2 separate regions of the Macaca mulatta genome follow, and region 2 is linked to region 1. A link is a contact called in public Hi-C data. All regions are on one chromosome and are shown on one strand. The core of a region is the stretch at or near the end of the contact, and the rest is flanking DNA. Distances in the headings are between cores, read along the strand shown.

Region 1 (7,397 bases), core at 2,796-5,295:
AGGTATACATCTTTTCTATAAGGAAATGTGAAATACTATCTTTTTAAAATAGCAAACATTTTTCAGTGATATGTGGTACAAATATTTTTTCCCAGTTTTTCATAAATTTAAAAATTTTGTTAAGTTTTTTCATATTGAAATATTCATTTTCATGTAGCCAAATTTGTCTGTGTTTTCATTTACAATTTCTGTTTTTGGTGTTATGACAAGTAATACTAATTTCAAAATTAACTATCACAAACCTTGATCATGGTTAGTTACGCATCCACTGTGCTAATAAGCCCAATGCTACTGCTACTGGGCCTTCCATTTTAAAGAAACAGATAAAAACCTAATTTTGAATTTCAAAGCTACAGGCAGATGGGCTTTCCTTCCTTAAACCTTTAAGTGTCAAGAGACATGACTGTTTACATGCTCCATTCATGGAAAACTGCCTCATTAGAGAATTTCTGATGTGATACACTAGACATTTAAAATAGTTCTAGTGATAAGGAACAGGAAAATATTAATAAAAAGAAAGATGTAAACATGTCTCCTGTTGCTAATCATGCCAGGACTGTGATTCTAGGCCTCGCTGGCTCATGTCTCCGTAGAACATCAAATCATCACATAACAACATGACCACTGCGGGCATTTGTGGATGTCTGGCCAGAACAGTCTAGAACTCCATCACTCATTGTTTCACTACTGAGTCCATGAATGTTATCAATTCCCCTGTAATTCCACTCACCCACCACCCATTACCTAATAAATACAGGAAACTGACATCTATATCTCAAAAACTTACAGATTAATATGCACTGAAGAACTCTTCACTAAGTGCTTACTACTTCACAAAATACTATAGCATTTATTAAAAAACCACTTGGCTTAATGTAGCTATGACTATCACACACAAAGATACACATAAAACTTACAAAGAAATGTCATAAGAACATTTTAATATTAATTGAAATGATATTGCAGCCCTGAAGCTGCAAAACTGAGGCCTGGTCATGTTAAGATACAATCAGGAGACACATTTGAATACCTGGTAACAAAAAATGACTCTGACTTCTTCTTTGTATATTTGAGTCCTGCCCACACTTTTAAGACCAGCCTAAAGTGAACTTTCCTTATCTATCCTACCGGTTGTGGAATCTGAATCTGTACACATTCTGGAACATAGACACAGTTCTAATGTTATTCAACTGTTTTGTGCTGCTAGTCTTATCACCTCATTGAATTAAACACAAGTTCCAAGAGGGCAAAAACTGTAATGTCCCTACAGCATTACAACAGGGCAAGATTCCAGATGTTTTCACTGACTTTATCTGTACCACTTCTTGCTCTGCAGAACAACTTACTCAGATGTTCATTAAATAACATTTCTTGATTTCTAGGGAAAGTTGATACAGGGGGCTAAGAAGGCAAAAAAAGTACTATGGAGACATTTTTAAGGCTTATTACATTGTTTCTTTAGACAGTTTCTAAAGAACTGTCTGCTCTACAAGAAATCAAGAAAAATACTGTGTAGTATGTAAATGCTTTGGCAGTTACCCCAGCTTTAAAGATCTTGAAGAGCTATGCATGGATTGTCTCCAGTTCTTTTTTGTATCTAAGCAGGCTTTACCTAATGACAAGGGTTCTTCACATAAGTTCCAGTGAACTTCAGGATTCCATGAGGCTGCTCTAAGATTTGACTGATAGATGGGATGGCCATGATAGCTGTGTTTAATCTGAGGTTGTTCCTGCCCAGGTACAACCTGGTCGTTAGGCTTCAGGTATAGATGGAAAGTCTTCCTATTAATCAAGGAGAGATTTTTCATCACCGGAGAACACTCTGATGTCCTGAGGGATGATACACAGGTGCCTGTACAGTTTTGCCCCTAGTCTCAGGACCATTGGCTAGCTTATGTATGGGGGTTCCCTGCCTTCCAGGGAAACAAAACCATAATTGTTATTTTACTGTTTTTTGTTTGTTTGTTTTTTCCTTCCCTCTGTCTGCTTGAGAGAGGTAGAGAGGGGAAGTAAGAATAATGGTTTCAGCAACTCTGGCCCTTGGATAAACAGCAAGGAAGGGTTCCATAGTCAGGGTCCATTATACATAAAGTGTGCACACCTAACCTACTGTTTATGTAAACATTTGTTTAAAATTCCCAGGAAAAAAGGATGGCCCCCAGCTCACTTACTCTGTAACCCATATCTTGATGATTAGTTCCTTTGTCTCTACTAGAATTTCCAACCCATCATTAACCATCAGTCAAAATGCTGAAAATGGTGACATCACTTAATATCCTAATTCTAATAAAACAGGGCTAGAAAATACCTTCATAAAATTTAAGTTTAAATAATAAATCTCAAGTATTAGTGCTCTTAATATGCCATCTGTATTCTTAAACTGGGAGTACCTTTGGATTTCCTTAATTCCTCTTGACCCACCCTTTCGTAAATGAGTACGATATGGGTGAGAATAAGACTTTGGCATCTATAGCATCTGATTAAATCTTTACTAGTAGTTATTGGTTGGTGAGATGCGGGGCAATTTATGTCTTTAAGTTCCAGCTGAATGGGGGTAACACCGCTCAAGCTGTTTTCAGGATTAAATGAGATAATGCAAGTCAAATTGTGCACAGCGTGAGGCACACAGTATGTGCACAACAAACTCTGAGACTTTTGAACACTTCCAATTATTATCATTTTTAAAAAGTGGGGTAGGAGACAAGTTTCCACCCAATTCTTAATAATAACGTATAAGAAGGGAAAAGCTTTTGAATTTTTAAAACTTCAGCATTTTAAAATAATGCAGTCACTCTTACACACAAATTAGTCCATGTTCTTCGATAAAGCAGGATACTAGGTGTAATTTTGCTTCAAATTTAATACCCGCACTGGTTGACACTGTTGGAAACACTGAGGCTGGCAGTGGGAGGGTGCAAAGCACTTACTTAGGAACCAGCCATCACACACTGGTTTCTCAGGGAGGAGGAAAGCCTTCTCTCCCCTCCCTGGGACAAGTCGAAGCCCCACCCCGAGGGAGATTTGAGTCCCCGAATGTGGTAGTTGGTGTCCGGGGCCTGCGCAGAAGGGGACAGTCCGCAAGGGGCGGAAGACAAGACAAAAATGACTCCAGTTCGCTATACGCGCAGAGAGGCGGATAGCGCGCGGACCCCGCCTTCCCCAACCGAGCGTGAGTTCCAGTCGCTGGGGAGGACCTGGTGGCCCCCTGACCTTGGACGAGCCATACTGGACGCCCCAGCGCCGTCCCGTCTTCCACGCTGCCAACTCCGCTGCTCCCGCCCCGAACTGCGGGTAGGTCCAGGCCGCCAGGCCCCGCCTCGCTGGCCCCAGCCCTGATTGACACTGGAGTTGGTACATACGGGTCTGCCGCGGAGGCGAGCAGGAGGGTGAGCGCTATTTTAAACATGGCTTTCTCTCTCCCTTAGCCTCGAAGCCACCGCGGCGCACCTAGCCCACGGGCACAGCCGCATGGGAATAATCTCAACATTTGCCTGATTTATTTTCTTCCCTCTCCATACGCTTGTACTTGTTTTTCTCCTCTCGCTGTTTTCCCTTCACACTAATTCGCAACCTGGCAGTTTGCAAAGAGGAAACTCCCTTTTGGAATAGAAAGCCTCTTTTGCTTCTTGTTGTTGGGGGTGGAAAACATTCCAGCGTGAATGAGTTCAAAAAGAGGGGAAACCGCGTCACTGGACAGAAAGTAACATTAAGAGATCGATGAGGACGGGGCAGGGGGGGCGGGGGAGAGAGGGAGAGAGGAACGTCTGCAACAGGCATCTAAAAACAAGCGTGGAGGAGCAAAGAGATTCCCAATCCCCGGGTTACCACCGCGCGCGTTCTGCGCGAGCCATTGCAATGCCAGGATTTACTGTAAGCACAATTTGAAGGCTTTTGAAATCTTTTTTGGTAAGACTTACCTTTCTCTTCGGCATAATGACTATGTCGGTGAAGGAAAAAGTAAAGCAACGGGCTGGAACTGCTGGCGCCGCCGCTGGATGCTGCCTCTGCCGCTGCAGCTGCTCACGCGCAGGGCACGACGTAGCCCGGCCTCTTCGACCTGCACCTCCGCGGCTCCCTCCGGGGGCCCTCTGCTAGCCTCCCTGCTGCTCCAATGAGGAGCCCCGCCAGCCAGCCGCGAGGCCCCATTGGCTGAGGCAACGTTCTAAATTCCACGAGGGCACGCCCACCTCCGCGCGCGGTACGCGCTGTTGTAGTTTCCACTTCACCGAAAAAATCTGCCTGGCGACTGAGCATGCCCAGTTCAACTAGTAGCCTCCAGGCCACACAATCCTGAAGTTTCATTGTTTCGCTGCTCTCTCTTTGAGATTGTAAGAATAAGAACAGTGTGTACCTTCATAGGAAGGAAAAAGTAAGAATGAATACGTAAACTTTATAATGTAAATATATACAAAGCAGTTACTTCATACATTTCCTACCCATAAAGGCTTTTAGTGACTGTTACATGATGGGAACCTGTAAAGCGTGGGAAGGTACTCTCTTCTGGAAGACCTCTAAAGGCCTCAGTTTCCCCCTCTAGATATATAGTGACAATAGTCCCTAAAATCACTTAGCTCTAATTTTCTAAAATCTGTGATTATAAATCACTCACTAACTCAACCAACTTCAAACTAGATGTGAAGACGAATAGGACATGCTTGTTATGGAAATTAAGAAAAGAAATAAGGTAAAAACTGATTATTTTATATTTGAAACATATATTTGAATGACACCTGTCATGTTACACGTTATGCATAATGTTTCTCAAAGTTCTGCAAGGCATAAAATGAGCATTACAAAGGTATTTCTGAATTCATTTTATGAGAACAGATTTACTCTGATACCAAAACCAGTGAAAGACTTCAAAAGAAAAGAGACTTACAGACCAATATCGCTCATAAACAGACACAAAAGTCATGAACAAAATTTTAGTAAATGAAACTCAACATTTAAAGGGACAATACATCATGACCTGTGGGGCTTATCTTGGGAATGCAAAGCTGCTTTTTTAAAATCTGAGAATCAATCAATGTAATTGGCAGAATTAATAGAATAAAGGGCAAAAACAATCCTTTCAGCAGATGCAGGAAAAGTGCTAGTGAATGGGTAAGCAAATTGTGATGAGCACATACAGTGGAATACTACTCAGCAATAAAAAGGAATAAATTTTCCTACATGGATGAATATCAAAAACAAAGTGCTGTATGAAAGAAGCCAAATAAAAAAGACCACACTGAATGATTTCATTCATATGAAATTATAGAAAAAGCAAAATTGGACAAAGTTAGTTTCAGAATCATCTTAGCAGGCAAAGCTCACATCGTAGGAAAATGTGTTGAAGCCTTACATTATGAATATGGCCAAATCCATTTTGGTAACAAAGAGGCTGCAAATATATATTAAAAATGTCATCAAGCAATGAAGTTTAATATTTCACTTTTTCTTTAGTGATTTTCAGAATACATTAATTGATCTAGCATACTCCAGAGGTGGTTAATTACTTTCTTTTTTGGAACATCTTTATGAACTCATGGATTTTTACATATTTGGTGTGCATCAGTGTATTGCTATCATTATTATTACCTTTTTAATGCTCCTTTACCACATCTTAGCCAATGCATGCCCTTTCAAATTAGTGCTTGTGTCCTTTTGACATGATCTGAATTATTTTTGATAGATTCCCTGTTCTCGGGCATTCAGTGAATGACAATAGTATACTGAAATGAACTAAGATAAAAACTAATTACTTACAGCGAGATAAAAATTTACAGGTTAATAATTTTATCCTTAAAATATTATTTTAATGAAGATGTCTTGCAAGAGATTAATTTGCTAAGTGCTTGATAGTTAAATAAAAAAAAAGTCAGTGAAAACATTTTTAGTAAGATATGTGTGAGAAGGATATTGAGTAGCATTTGCAATCTGGACCAGACAGCTATTTTTCTTTAGAGAGATGGAAAGGTGCCACAACAAAGGTAGTGCTAACATGAAAAATAACTCAGAAAATTGGCTTCTTTGTTAATTTTTTTTTCAAAACCAAACAGATCAACAACAGCAAACAAAATTGTGAATGTTTTTACCGCACACAATAAAAATGCTACAGTGAAACTGAAGCTTGCTTGTTGGATAAGGAAAGCTGATTGTGAGGACTTTGAGTCCTTGGAATCTTCAGTTCATTTACAAGTTATGAAAATAACAGCTTTGGTTGAAAAACAACAGCATCGCTTATCTTTCCTTTGATGTAGATTGCACCTGACTGAGCACTACTCTAGGAAATGAAGTGTTCTCTTCAAGGTAGCTTGAAGGCTACCTTTGGTAGCCTTCAAGATCTAGGAATGTCAGAGCAAGCCTGTACTGGTGGCCCTGGAGGTAAGAGGAGTAGGCAAAGAGAATGATTTGGTGGGTAGCTAGAATTCTAGGTTAAGAGATAAAGACATCTGGGCAGAAATGAGCATGTCACATATAAGACAGTGAGGAGGTCAAGCTGGTAAGAAGTACAGACTCATTTGTTTATCAATATATTCCACTGAGCATTTCTACTACTTTGGAATATCAGCCTCTAAGACAGTAAAAGTAGGATGCATCTTAGCTATCTTAGCTATCGTAACTAAGGTAGACCTGGATAAATTAACGGGAGTTACTGACGAAGAAAGAAAGAAAAAAAAATAGTGAACAAACTTGTTTTCCAATTCCAGCTCCTCTCCTCTTTTTTCTTACTCAAAACTGTTGGAACTGTACACCTACTTCACATTTTTCAAACAGCAGGGCAAAACCATTTATGGTGTCATGACTATCATTAAGGAAAAGAAAGAGATAGAGACATTGACACACACACACACACACACACACACACACACAGAGAGAGAGAGAGAGAGAGAGAGAAATAGAGAGAGAGAGAGAGAAGGAAGGGAGAAGGGAAGGATAAGAAAAGCAAAGAAAGGGCCAAGCATAGAAAATAGCAGAGTGTATTTCACTTCGTAAAGGTAAGTAATGTTTCATTAGATAATTGTTTCCATTTTCCATATGTGCTCATATAACACATACACAACACACATATGTATGTGTGTATGTTGAATTGTGACATGAAATATATTTTTAGTATGGTCTTGGTCAAAAAAATTGAATGCCACTGCTAATGAATATTGTGACTCTTTGACGTTCCAAAACAAATGCTTAATATTATTATTTTTTTTTTAGAGGTAGGATCTCACTCTGTTGCCCAGGCTGGCATGCAGTGGCACAATCATAGCTCACTGCATCTCAGACTGTTGGGCGAAAGCGATCCTCCTGCCTCAGCCTCCTGAGTAGTTATATAGGTGCAGGCCACCACACCAGGCTTAGAGGAAGTTTTCAAAGGAAAGAATGACTTCCAAATCACCTCCCTCTTGAACTGTCCCTCT
Region 2 (7,397 bases), core at 1,387-3,886, 160 kb before region 1:
CCCCCACACTCCCCCCCAAAATTAAATTAACTCACAATCAAAATTGATAGCTCATTTTTACTGGAAAAAAAAAAAAAAGATATTCCTACGAGGATTAGCCATTACCATAATTTAGCCAGATACCATTAAGCTGCTTCATTTAAAAAATATAACATTACCAAAAGATTTCAAGAAAACGCAGCAATCCTCCGTGACTGAAGGTTTGTGGGTTTTTAAGAGATGCACAGATGTAAAAGCAGATGCAAAGATGAGTTTTGTAAAACCTGCCCCATCTTAAAAATGGAGTATTATAACCTTTGTGATAATTTTTTCAAATAGCAAGGAAGATATGTAAATTCACTGAAGACTTCTATCAAATATTTGTAAACCTAAAAATTAATTTCAAATTAGTAAATCTTGGAGTTTACTTCCAGTTCCATTCACTTTGGCCAAGAATTCAATGAAAGTATCCCAAATCACTCCTTGAAAACTAACACACGTTCAGTGTGAAAATTACACTGTTAAATCTCCATTAGATGTATTAAACCTCAGTACCCTTGCTTATTTCAACAGCCATGAGCGGTTATCAACAACTTAGATTAAATCACAAGAGATTTATACACAAAAGTTAAGAAATATACTACATTAAAAAAAAGGCCATTATAATCATGTCCTGCCCTCACCTCACAAAAGACACTCATTCTAAGCTCGCTGAAACTTCCTAGTCATTAGAGAAGTTCTGATGAAGTAACATTAGTAATTATGACTATCTCAAAACAGTTACAAAAGCCTCATAAAAATCAACGCACTACATAAATTTCAAAGGCTTAGTGTGCCCGGTGCGACTGCTTTAACTGCCCCACACACACATATTCACACAACGAATCTCTATCAGTTTAGGAGAAAATGTTATAGATAACATAGCTCCTTTAAGGTAACTTCCAATCACATTACTGAAGTGATAGGTCCACTTCTGAAAAGCAGTTTTTAAAGATTCCTAACATACTCATTTTGACAACCCACAAAATTAAGAAAAAGGTCTTTTTTAAGCTACTAAACAAAATATGTCCCAATGTAAGCACAACTTTTACTGGCCGAGTTCCATCCCACAGTAAATATGTGGACAAAAATCAAAACTCTTCAGTGTACTCCAATAATAGTTTTTAATTAAACGAGAGGCATACCATAAGAATTAGAAAAAGCCTACTAAACTTCTGGTTTTAGGGAATTAGAGGCTTTACATTTCTGCAAAGATGTGTTTTAGTAAATGCAAGACGAATCACTGACCAACTATCATCACACATCAGAACCCTTCCAACAAAAAACCTAGGACTGAATTTAGGGAAAACAAAATAAACGATAGAGGAGGAAAAAAAATAATGTCTTGCCACGGTACCGCAGCCGCTCGATAGCCTGCTTGTGAAATGCTAATGCCACTTCGGAGCAGTTAGTCACCAGCTATTGTGTAGGGCAGGAGAAAGCCGAGCCGGCCGCGCGTGCAGAGCAAGCAAGCGAACGAGCGAGCGCGCTCTCTCCCTTCGCGCCGCTCCCGCCGCCGCCGACTCTCGCGCGCCCCCGCGCCCGCACGGACGCGCGCGCCGGCCCCTCCTCCTCCGGCCTTGCACTGCACAACACTCATGACGTATCTTTATTTCTAGCACATTAACAAAATATCACAAATAAATTGTCCGCAGCCCCTGCGGCCCCGGAGTACGAGTACCCCCGGCCACTGGCCCCCGCAGACCCCTCGCCGGCCTCCCAACCCTCCCCGTGGCCTTTGGAGCTTTCACGTTCTAGGGCCAAGTTTTTGTCTCTGTAAAAAATTGCGGGAAATTCAATTTTTATTCGACTCAGGGAAAAGTTTCTTTGCTCTGCGACGTGAATGTCTCACCAGATTCTGGTAGGTCCTGGGATGCTCCTTCCCGGTCCAGTCTGTACGCCGGGGCAGCAGCTGCGGGGAGAGGACACCCCGTGAGCTCGGCCCCCGGCCCCTGCCCGCCCGCTCCCCTCCCCCGCCCGCCCCGCGCCCCGGCGGGGACCCCCGAGCCCCGCGCCCCGCGCCCTGGCGGCGGCGGCAGCGACGGCGCAGCGGCCCAGGGGCGGCCGCGCGGCGGCGGGACGCGCCGGGCCGCCGCCGCCCTTACCTCCTTCTCGGCCACCTCCCGGATCAGCACCTGCAACAACAAAGCGGGGAGAGCTGAGCCCCGCGCCCCGGGCCGCGGCCCCGCAGCCGCCGCCTCCCTCCCCCACGCCCGCGAGCAGCGAGCGCCGGCCCGGCCCGCGCCGCGCGCCGCCGTACCTGAGCCGCCTGCTGACAGGGTCCATCTTCCAGGAACCGGGCGATGAGGAAGTAGAGCTCTGCGCGGGAGAGAGGGACGGGGAGACACACAGGCTGAGCGGCCGGGCGGCGGGGGGCGGGGGACCGCGGGCGGAATCGCCCGGTGCCAGCGGCCCCGGCAGCCCCCCGACTTACCCGATCGCAGCTCCGAGAGGCCTTTCCTCTCACAAGACATGTTTATGGGTCACTTCAGGGCCACCGACGGGACACCCCGCCGCCGAGGGGAAGCGGGGACGGTGCCGCCGCCTGCCCTATAGCTGTCAGTGTGTGTTCACGAGCCGAGCCTCGGCTCCACCATTCAAGCAACGGCGGCGGAGGCGGAGGAGGAGGAGGAGGAAACAACAACTCTCAGGCAGCGGCTACGGCTGTGGCCGCCTCCGCCGCGGATCCCTCCGCCGCAGAAAGGAGTCCGCCGCCTTCGCGGCCCCGGGCTCGGCCCCGGCCCTGGCCCGCGCACTCGCCCCCCGTCGCTAAAAAAGGAGTGCCTCCGACCCTTCGTCCCCAGCGCTCCGCACCCGGCGCGGCGCGACCCCCACCCGCTCCTCCCCGCAGGGCGTGCGATTTATTTATTTATTTCCAGCCGGAGAAGATGTCGGAGCCCAAGCCGCCGGTTGGCTGGAAGGCGCTTTCTCTGTGGAGGCCGATAGTGGCAGGGAGGGGGCCGGGGACGGCTCCGCGGAGGGATCTGACGCACACGGAGCCGCAGCACAGGCTCTATTCAGCGGCGCTGGCTGGAGCTGAGATGGAAGTTAGTTTCTATGTAGCAGAAATAGGAAACAAATGAAGCAAAACTGCCCAAAGAGGGGAAATGCCCCAAGGATGGGTCTCACTCACGCGCGTACACAGACACACACGCAGAGAGCACTCACGCTGGGCAAGCTCGGGATCGCGCTACCCTGCCCGAGTTGAATGATAGTGTTTGGTTTCTGTCTCTTGCCATGTGCATGTGTATAAATGCTGCGGATTGGCATCTGTGTAAGTCTTGTCCTGCGTTATTTCTGCAGCCTGTGCAAGTGTTGTGTAATTTATTGGAGTGCTGTATATTGCAATAGAGGTTTGGGCTGCTTTTTGTTAAGCACTTGCGTTTTGCAGACCCGTTATTTGCTGAAGCCACCTCTGCATATTTCTTTTATTACTGCCATTGCCTTTGGCGTACGTTTTTTAAATGTTTTTTATTGTTAAACGGGCAAAGCGAACTCTTGATTTGTACTTCAGATACTCTTTTTCCTTATTACAAAAAGGCTAGTGATGGCTAATTAGGTATTTGGAATTAAAGAACCTTAAAGCTTTTTTAAGTGTTTACGAGAAGGGAGAATGTAAACCTGAGGGAAAGGAGAGGACGCTAATATTTATCTCTAACTAATCTGGAGGTAATTTAGTGACAGATCGATAACCTACCGAAGGATGTTGAAAGAGTATACTACAGTTTAGCCAAGGTGAATAGTGATTAAATAATTTAAATAATCTGTATCTTGCAGTTGACTTCGTCATGCTAATTAATGGCTTCTAATTTGAGATGTAAACCATTCCTGTTTACAGTTAATCACGGGAAGACTTCTTGAAAACTGACGAAAAGAGAAAAAAAAAATCTTTCATAAATTACTATGTAATTACTGGTTTTATATGCTAAATCATACATCTGTGTTTTGCTGATGAGGATAAGGGCCTTGTTTTTTAAAAAACGAATATGGGTGAAATTAATGGAAACAATGGAAAAAGCCATTTGTTAGAAAACAAGGACACCAAATGATATTTATCTCCAGATGATTTAAGCACTTTCCAAAAAGACTTGAGAGTTCAATATTTTTTAAGGATTGCATTTTAAAGGGAATTTGGATAGTCGTTCTTTTGTTAACATTTAACAAAAGATTATCCTTAAAAATGTTAGATAATAAACTGCATTTTATGGATCTGGTTTAAAAAGGTTATTTGCGGGGAAAAGACCAACAAGCTGTGTTGTGGTTTTCTAGATTGTTTCCTCAAGCCTTGTAACCTCCTAGCTCCTTACATTCCTAGTGGGAAATAGTTGCTGCAAATGCCTTGGGCTGCACTGCAAGCCCAAGTGTGCTGCACCGGTGTGATGCCCCACACTAAAACATCCAGAAATCATCATACATGTGAGGAAGAAGAAATAAAGCATCAAACCCTTTGGAATAATAGGATATAAAATTGCCTTTTGTAACTGAATCTTAAAAATGGAAGGTTACCATGACTTGTCCCATTGCAACCTGGTTATCAAAATAACTTATTTTTTTTTTTTTAATATGGCTATTCTCAAATACTGAAAATATTTGCATATTTAAAGACACTTAATTCTCTTCTATTATAGGTAAAGTAGACTGTTTCTAGGTGGTTAAGCTTGAAAAGATAGACTGAAAAGATAGGACATTTTGTATGCCTTTTTGCAATTGTATTTACTTTTAAGACCGATGCTGTTTTAGCTTAACTTTTAAAAAAGTGTTCTTCAAATAATTGTAATATTTTACATGATCATGAATTTCTTCAAATAAACAGATTTTAGAAACTACAAATTATAGTGGGATTTTCTGGTTTTGAAGGCTTGAAATGTGTGATTCTTACTAATAGATGTTTTATCCTTGTGATTGAAAATAAACCAAATTATGACATGGAATATAATAATACTCTGGGTAAAGTTTGCCATATATATCTTGTGTGTGTTATGTAAACACAGAAAACTACCTGCATGATTATCTCATATATTCTTTTCATTTAAAAGCCACAAAGCTTTCACCTAAGTATGCTACTAGTACTTAACTCCTTAAAAAATTTTGAGAAAATCCCCCTCCAAGTTTTCCAAACATGATGTTCTTGTCATTTTGATTGACTTTTGACAGTGTTTATATTTCTTTTTCAAATGTCCAATATGGATAGTAGTAACCTTCCCTTTGAACTATTGTCTGTTATAAGAAAATATACATTACCTGCTAAAAATTAAAACTTCTCTTCAGCCAAATAAACTATTTGTATTTAACAGTGGATATTAAATTGAATTTTACCAAGTCCTTTAAATGTAACAAATACTCCAAATAGCCCTTTTAATTTCCTTAAACATAAAAAAAATTCTGAATTCTAGCATTGACAGTTAACTATAAGATTTATTAAGTTGTTTATTTTACTTATTTATGCACAAAGTCTGTACATAGCAAATAGAAAGAAAAGTCTTATTTGGAAGTTCTAGATTTTAGTTCCCAAAGCAATGACCCTTGCAATTTTTTGTTCAGCCAACTCTTTTGCATATAAGGATAGTTCAGATTCCATCTATATCCTTTCCTGTTTGTTTATTTTAACATTTTTATGAGTTCCAAAAATAAAATATCCCTTTAAAAAGATCTCCATGCAGTTTAAATAACAAGATAAACAAATAATAGTAAAAGTTTGAAAAGCCAAGAGCCAACATTTTTACATAATATAGTCTCTCTAGGAGAAATAGAAACTTTTCTTGAAATATAAAAGTTTATGTGAAATTCATCACTTTTTACTTGGCAACACGTGAAACAAAATAAACATTTAACAAAAATTTTGTCTTGATCTTGTAAGCTATTATTCCAATAAAATAATCAAATGCTATCATTTCAGTTCTTTCGGGAACAAAATGGGATGGTATTTATAAGTACAAAAATTATACATTTATGAAATTTACTCTCCAGTAGTATGGTGAATAATACATAACTCAAAAAATCTCTACGAATACAACTTTTAAATTTCATGTTAAATCTTGTTTTTGTTTCGATGTTATGTTTCTTCTATAGCAGAAGCTTTATCCTGTGAAATATAGAAATGTAAAAGTAGAAAACACTGTTCTCTCATAAATACTTTAAAAAAATACTCATCAGCCCCAAGAACAGAATACAACTCTCAAGGATCTTATTTAACAAGCCACACTCCTCCTTGTAGCTTGCTCCCCAATATTGTATGTTTCTGTCCATGCTTGTCTAACTTTCTCTCTCCCTTACACACACACACACACACACACACACACACACACACCCTTTTTCCTTCATAAAGCATGAATATTTATCAGATTTAAAGCACATGAACAGATATACTATTTGGCTGCTACAAAAAGAATAGAGATAACCAACTTAAGTGAGTCATTTCATTATTTAACAATGTTTTTGTTATTTAACATTAACAATTCTCCCTTACATCTCACTGAGGAATCTTTTTACTTAAATTAGAGCACGTTTCCTTTTAATGTGTAACAAGTATTAGCTAGTCCTCGACAATCATGTTATCCCTTATGTATTTAAATGTTAGTAATTCACTCAATCTTTTTTCTCCAAGTTAAATAATTCTAGTAGTTTATATTTTTATAAGTCTTAATTTGCACGAGAAACACGCATCTTCATGGGTTTATTTATATAGTTTTTTTTTAAATGATCACTTCATGAGTTTAACAGTACAATTACAAAGATTAAAGGAGAAAAACAATTTTAGAACATATTCCCCTAAGATTTGGAGCAACACAGTGGATGAAGCAGAAAAAGCTGTTCCAGATGGCAGGAAACATAAAGGAGAAGTCTGTAGGCATGTTCTATCATAGGAAGATGTCTGATGGACTGGGAGTGGGCTGGGTTGAACAGAGAACAGTGAAAGAAGAGAAGGTAAAGTTGGGGGAGGGGAGGAGAGAATGGGTGCAGAGGCTCTGGTAGTACACGATTATCTATGCGATGTTAAGATGGCATTTGAGAAAAGCAGTTACATGGTTACTTGCCTTTATATGTGCCTAAAACCATAAACTTCAGGAATCCCAAAGAAAAGGGATTTTAGTTATAGAAAAGGAAGGGAAAGTTTTATTTGACAAGTAGTGAGGAATCTCTACCGAATAAAAATAATGGATATCAAGGACACCAAAGTAGACACTACTGATGATGAAGAAGAACAGGTGTTTGAAAGAGTAAGGACTGAACAGTCAGAGCACCCATAAGTCTGACTTGAGACTCATATATAAGTTCTAATTCAAAATTAAGAATAAAGCCAACTTCGATTTAACTGACTGTAACCAAAATACTCTATTTTCTGAATTCCTATAAGAAACCTAATTATACAATCTAATTTG

The links. Hi-C and Micro-C count contacts between places; a contact is called where the count stands out from the background.
Region 2: a Hi-C map of fetal cortical plate shows a contact between it and region 1, with 2.9 times the contacts expected there. The contact joins the promoter of PHIP here to the promoter of HMGN3 in region 1. A contact is called at or near these places in 3 of 14 Hi-C or Micro-C datasets (fetal cortex germinal zone, fetal cortical plate and liver).

Annotation. Positions count from the first base shown.
Region 1 is chr4:106,547,071-106,554,467 of T2T-MMU8v2.0, reverse strand. HMGN3 (high mobility group nucleosomal binding domain 3) reads right to left here and starts at 4,045. Exons shown (of 7, transcript XM_015136819.3): 1 at 3,918-4,045. The coding sequence starts at 3,932. It also overlaps the pseudogene LOC106998006.
Region 2 is chr4:106,701,235-106,708,631 of T2T-MMU8v2.0, reverse strand. PHIP (pleckstrin homology domain interacting protein) reads right to left here and starts at 2,636. Exons shown (of 41, transcript XM_077999714.1): 1 at 2,453-2,636; 2 at 2,279-2,337; 3 at 2,124-2,153; 4 at 1,871-1,930. The coding sequence starts at 2,492.